Linked DNA regions of Mus musculus: region 1 is linked to region 2. A link is a contact called in public Micro-C data. All regions are on one chromosome and are shown on one strand. Each heading gives the region's core, a stretch centred on a gene start, on an enhancer-like site or on the middle of the called end of the contact. The rest is flanking DNA. Distances are from core to core; before and after follow the strand shown. Region 1 holds the start of C1qa (complement component 1, q subcomponent, alpha polypeptide). Region 2 overlaps Ephb2 (Eph receptor B2).

What was found. Hi-C and Micro-C count contacts between places; a contact is called where the count stands out from the background.
Region 1: a contact with region 2 is called in a Micro-C map of embryonic stem cells, with 4 times the contacts expected there. The contact joins the promoter of C1qa here to the enhancer-like site in region 2. A contact is called at or near these places in 1 of 39 promoter capture datasets (HPC-7-derived erythroid cells), 1 of 484 Hi-C or Micro-C datasets (embryonic stem cells) and 2 of 9 other capture datasets (adipose tissue and liver).

Annotation. Positions count from the first base shown.
Region 1 is chr4:136,897,394-136,900,093 of GRCm38.p6, forward strand. C1qa (complement component 1, q subcomponent, alpha polypeptide) reads right to left here and starts at 1,451. Exons shown (of 3, transcript NM_007572.2): 1 at 1,353-1,451; 2 at 282-451. The coding sequence starts at 444.
Region 2 is chr4:136,754,253-136,756,952 of GRCm38.p6, forward strand. The region is part of intron 3 of Ephb2 (Eph receptor B2); the gene reads right to left. Among named protein-coding and RNA genes, the nearest start is that of Gm52708, 44 kb to the right of the region's middle. RefSeq lists an enhancer at 70-2,700. Within about 2 kb of position 1,374, at least 123 of the 459 cell types and tissues checked have an H3K27ac peak or open chromatin away from gene starts, as enhancers often do. A contact at or near this core is called in embryonic stem cells, where this site is marked.

The DNA.
Region 1 (2,700 bases), core at 201-2,700, 140 kb after region 2:
ATGGCTCTTGACTCTAGACTCTTGGGCCTCTTTTTTAGACCATCCACATCCATTCTCTGTGTGGCCTAGTCTTTGGAGGAGAAAGGGGAAAGAGGAATGTCAAAGCAGGAAAGAGAAGCTGGGGACAAGGTCCAAGAGAAGGCTAGGCCTTCAGGTTCCGGGGTGAACCGCTCACTGTAGTGACTTCCTGGAACTCAAATGCACCATCGCTTCTCAGGACCCCTAAACCATTGCCTCCAGGATGGTGCGGGACCAGCACCCCAGCCGGAGAGAACGCTTACCTGGCTCCCCTCTCTCTCCTTTGAGACCCGGCCTCCCCGGGCGGCCAGGATTTCCTGGAGCCCCATCCTTCCCGTTGGGTGCTCGGCAGACATCTTCAGCCACTGTCCATACTAGGGTCATGGTCAGCACACAGGCCACCAGCCATCCCTGAGAGGTCTCCATGGTGTCCCTACAGAGACACACAGGGACACTGGGTATGCTGGACACTTGGGATCACATGTCTGTCCCATGATGACATGTTACCATGTTCTACACGCAAGGTTATGTGACCCAGTCTAGGGCCATTCATATCCTCAATGCCTGTCTGGATCACAGGTCCCCGATACTAGCACTAACAATGACTTTGACCCTAACCCCTAGCCCTAGCTAGAACCCTGACCCTTCTTACTCTGCCCTTAACCCTAGCACCCACCCCCTACCCTAATCCTAACCTATAGGCCCTAGCTCTAGGCTTAATCCTGACCCTGACCCTGACCCTGACCTTGACCCTGACCTGACCCTAGCCCTAGCCCCAGCCCTAAACCCCACACTACCTTTTGCTCTGCACCTGTCCAGCATTTGCTCCTATATCCACACAGACCTCCCCGCTCTCTGGACACGCAGGCTCACACACTCCCACGGATGATGGATCTCATTGAACAAATATTTACCAAGTGTCAGCACTGTTTTAATTACAATCTCCGGCCCAGATGGTGAGCTATGCACACTCACAGGCTTTCACAAACATCTGCCTACTCTCCCGCAGCCTCAGCCCCTTTCCACATCCACATGAGGGCTGACTGTCCCTGCAAAGCCCTCTGCTGCTGGGCGCTGACTCCCCCGAGCGCTTTCTGGCTTTCTGTGTTTCTGAGGCATGGAGCATGGTTCTGAGCTACTAGCTCTCACGGTTCCCCAAAGCTCTGGCCAGAGGAGAGGGTCCTTCCACCTGCCTGCTCTGTGTCAGTGTCCCCAGCCTATCCACCCTTGCACTGAACTAGCTTGCAGCAATATTCTTCCCTCTCGCCTCAGTTCTCCAGAGTGGTCCCCCAAGGTTGGTTTCCCAGCCCCCTCTCCCTCAGGCTTGGTCTCACCTGCCTCCGTGGTCCGATCAAACTGGATGCTCCAGCCCTTTGCTGATGGTGGGACACCCGTCAGCAAAGGCGTGTCACCAGGACACTGCCAAGTTTCATATCCTTTCCGACTTCCCCTTCTTGGAATCTACCCCCTGAACTTCCCCAGGGCCAGACACCACACACGGAAATTTTAAGCGGACCTCAGCACGTTTGGGACAGGGGATGTCCTGCCCAGCCACAGTTGTGGGGAGGACTCTGAAGATGGGGGTTGGGGTTCTTCAGGATCCAGAAAAGCACAGAATATCAGGGCAGAAGGACTCTGTCTTCAAACTTGTACCCTGGGGCTTTTTTCATGATTGGGAAAGACACAAGAGCTTAGGGCCAAGTGCTTATAAAATTCAAAGAAGGGACAGGCCACCTGGAACAGAGAGAACAGACCACTGGGAGGCTGAAGGCACATAGCAATGGGTTTCAAGGCTCGATACTCCCTAACAGCCTGTCTTTGGGAAGCTCCAACATCTCTTCGCTCTTGGTTTCTTCCTTACCTTTTTTTTGTTGTTTTTAAAACGATCTATTTATTATGCATACAGCATTCTGCTTGCATATATGCCCACAGGCCAGAAGAGGGCGACAGATCTCATTACAGATGTTTGTGAGCCGCCAGGTGGTTGCTGGGAATTGAACTCAGGACCTCTCGAAAAGCAGCCAGTGCTCTTAACTTCTGAGCCATCTCTTGCTTTCCCCCCCCTTTTTTTCTTTTTCCTTTCATTCTTTCTTTCTTTCTCTTTTCGAGACAGGGTTTCTCTGTGTAGCCCTGGCTGTCCTGGAGCCCACTCTGCAGACCAGGCTGGTCTCGAACTTAGAGATCCACCTGTCTCTGCCTGGGGTTAAAGGCGTACGCCACCACCATCCAGCCTCACTCTTAGATTCTTTATCTGTAACCTGGGATCAAATTCTATCTCAGAAGGTTGTTGTGAAAGTTTAATGTCAGGCAGCTGCAGAACACGGGGCACCTGATAACCACTTATTCACCAAATGTCATCAATATTAAAAAATAGTTTATTTATTGTTTCTCTTTGTATATGCATGTTAGGGTGGGTTTGTGTGCTACGGTGGAGCACGTGTGGAGGTCAGAGGTCAACTTTGAGGAATTGGTTCTCTCCTACCATGGGATCTGAGCTCACATTCTCAGGTTGGTGAAGGGAACACTTTCACTCACTGACCCCAACATCTTTTCCTGAGACAGGTTCTTATATATCCAGGGTTGGCCTGGACATCCTGACCCTCCTGCTTCTACCACCTGAGAGCTGGGATTGAAGGTGTGCTTCCATTATGCTTGCTTTATTCAGAGCTGGCCATTGAACCC
Region 2 (2,700 bases), core at 124-2,623:
ATCCCAACACCCAAGGCTTGTTGAAGGCCAGGCAGCATGCTAGGACACGGCCGTCTCTGCAACCACATTGTGGCTTCCTACCCACTGTCCCACCCCTTGGTGACTCTTATTTCTCTAGTAAGACCCTGGGTGTTCAAAGGCTGCCAACTCAGCCATACCCTGTGGGTGGCCACAGCTGTGCAGCCTGCTGGGGCGACGGGCTGGGTGAGCCCTGCCCAACCTTGGCAGCTGTGGAATGAGCATAGGGGGGCACGCACCCACCCCTAGATGCCCCACACCTGCCCTGTCTCCCAAGCCTTGAATACCCAGGCTATTTCTGCCTGTCCACTGCGTCTCGGCTGGGATACTCTTTCCTCCAAGAAGATCTCTGGGCTGATCATGTTGGATTCGGCCCCATCTCTACCTCCTAGACAGTCCTGTGGGTCCTCCTTGTCTTCAATCTCCCTCAAGAAACCCTGTCTTCCCTTCACTGGGTCTCTTTGTCTCCCCCCACCATGAATCCCTGGAGGTAGGGGCCAGGTTGGATTGGTACATCCCCAATAGCCTGGCACACTGTAGGGTGTTTGCTGGACCCTAGACTGAGCATTCCGCCAGATAGATCCCCCCCCACCCCCCGGCTGCTTGCTTTGAGGATCACATCAACTTATTAGGACTGGCCTCTGGGATATCCAGGGAATTGTGGATGAGTCTAGGGATACAGGGGTAGGGACTAGGGAGAGGAATGAAAAAGGCTGGCTCAGCAAGGAGCTGCCCTTGTATCCTTGAGGCAGATCTTTCTCATCTGGAAGCCTAGGTTTTCTCAGTTGTGGGCCTGGATGAGACAACTTTCTACCCAGGTGTCTGGGGGAAGGGCCTGGAGTTTGGTTTGGGCTTCTGGTTGTACTAAGGCAGAAGCAGAAGTGTCAAGAAGTCTATCAGCCCTCCCATGACTCGCCCTTCTGAGCCATACGCAAAGTGCTTTGCAAATGAAAATTCAAGATGTAACCAGTCAATGCTCCCAAGCCCGTCTTGAGCAGGAATTTTGCTTTCCCCTTTGCCTCCACCATACAGTGAACAGCCCTCAACACGCCAGCCGGCTCCACTACCCAAGCTTCAAATCAGCAAGCAAATAAACCTAACTAACTCCAGCCGGCCTCCCGAAGTGCCCCCTGCAGGAGGTGGCCCATTCCCCTCCAAGGCTAGTCTGTCTCCAGCCCCTTCCTTCCTCTTCCCCAAGCAGGACTCAACCGCCCCCCCAAGCTGCCCCCCTCTTCTCTTCTCCATTGGGACGTGACATTCACCAGCGTCACTCCTGGTCTCATCTGCGGAGCGCCCCACCCCCGGCAGCTAATCCCCACAAAGCCCCGCGTTGGGCCCAGCATGACAAGCAGGCCCCAGCCGCCCGCGGCTCGGCCGAGCGTGCTCGCAGGGGCCGAGGCGGGATTCGGCGCGGCTGTCACTCTCGCCTTCCGCGCCTCTAATTGGATTCGCAACACGCAGAGGTCAGCAGAAACGCTATGGAGAGGAGAATCAAAGGGAAGGGGCGTCCGGATATAAAGAGAGGCATTCTTCCCGGGCCACAAAGACGGCAGCCCGCGGGGGCGGAGGGGACCCCCGAGAGGGGCTGCCCATCTGGAGGGGGAAGGGGAAGGAAAGCGCAAGGGCCGGCTTCTCCTACACCTCCCATGACTTGTTTGGGTCTTGGGCTTGGTCACCATCCTCTCCGCTGAATGGAGTCTGGATGGCATTCGGGTCCTGCTGCAGGGGATGTGGATTTTTTGAAGATGGATTTGGGGAAGCTCGGGAATCAGCCACATGGGCTCCTGGCTTTCCACCTGCTCCCTGGGAGATGCAGCGGGTCCTCCCAGGGCTGTAGGCCTTAGTCTTCTCTTCCGTGGAATAGGACACCACCAGCTGCTCTTGCCTGGTGGTGTGGAGCAAAGGGCCCTCGGCAGGGGCAATTCATGCATCCCGCCCTTCTCAACACGCCCATGCCTGTACAGAATCTCTCAATACCGAAAGCAAAAGGATTTTATTCATTCCACTACGGCCGAACCATCCCTGGCCTGGGCAGAGACGACTATACCCCCGTGCCTTTTTATCTCACAGGGACCCGGAGGGTCAGTAAGGAACTAGAAAAGGTTTGAGTCTGGACTGGAACCTGTGTGCTCTCCTGTATGGGCTCTGTGTATATGCTCTCGAGTGCAAGCACACACATATTCTCTCTCTCTCTCTCTCTCTCTCTCTCTCTCTCTCTCTCTCTCTCTCTCTCTCTCTCTCTCTCTCACACACACACACACACACACACACACACACAGAGTGCCAGTAGGGGCTGTAGGCAGCCTGGGACCAGCCTTGCTGCAAAGCAGGCCTTGTTTGCTTTAAGAATGTTGGCTGTACTGACTCTGGCTCATGAAAGAGACAAGAGGAGGAACTCAAAGGGAATTTCTAAGCGACAGAAAAATCGATGGCCCTGACATCCTGGCCCCTGAAAGAGTCTCTATCTCACACACATGCATGTGCATGCTACCTCAGTCAGTGAGCGCACACATACTCACAAATACCTATTTTCAAGTGCGTGTATATTATGTCTGGCTTGATACAATATACACACGGACCCAGGAATAAATAAAGATCTTGTCGGTGGGTGTGCATCTGTGCAGACACCTCCCTGTGCCTGTGTGGCAGCACCACACACAAGGACCCTGACAGCATCCCATA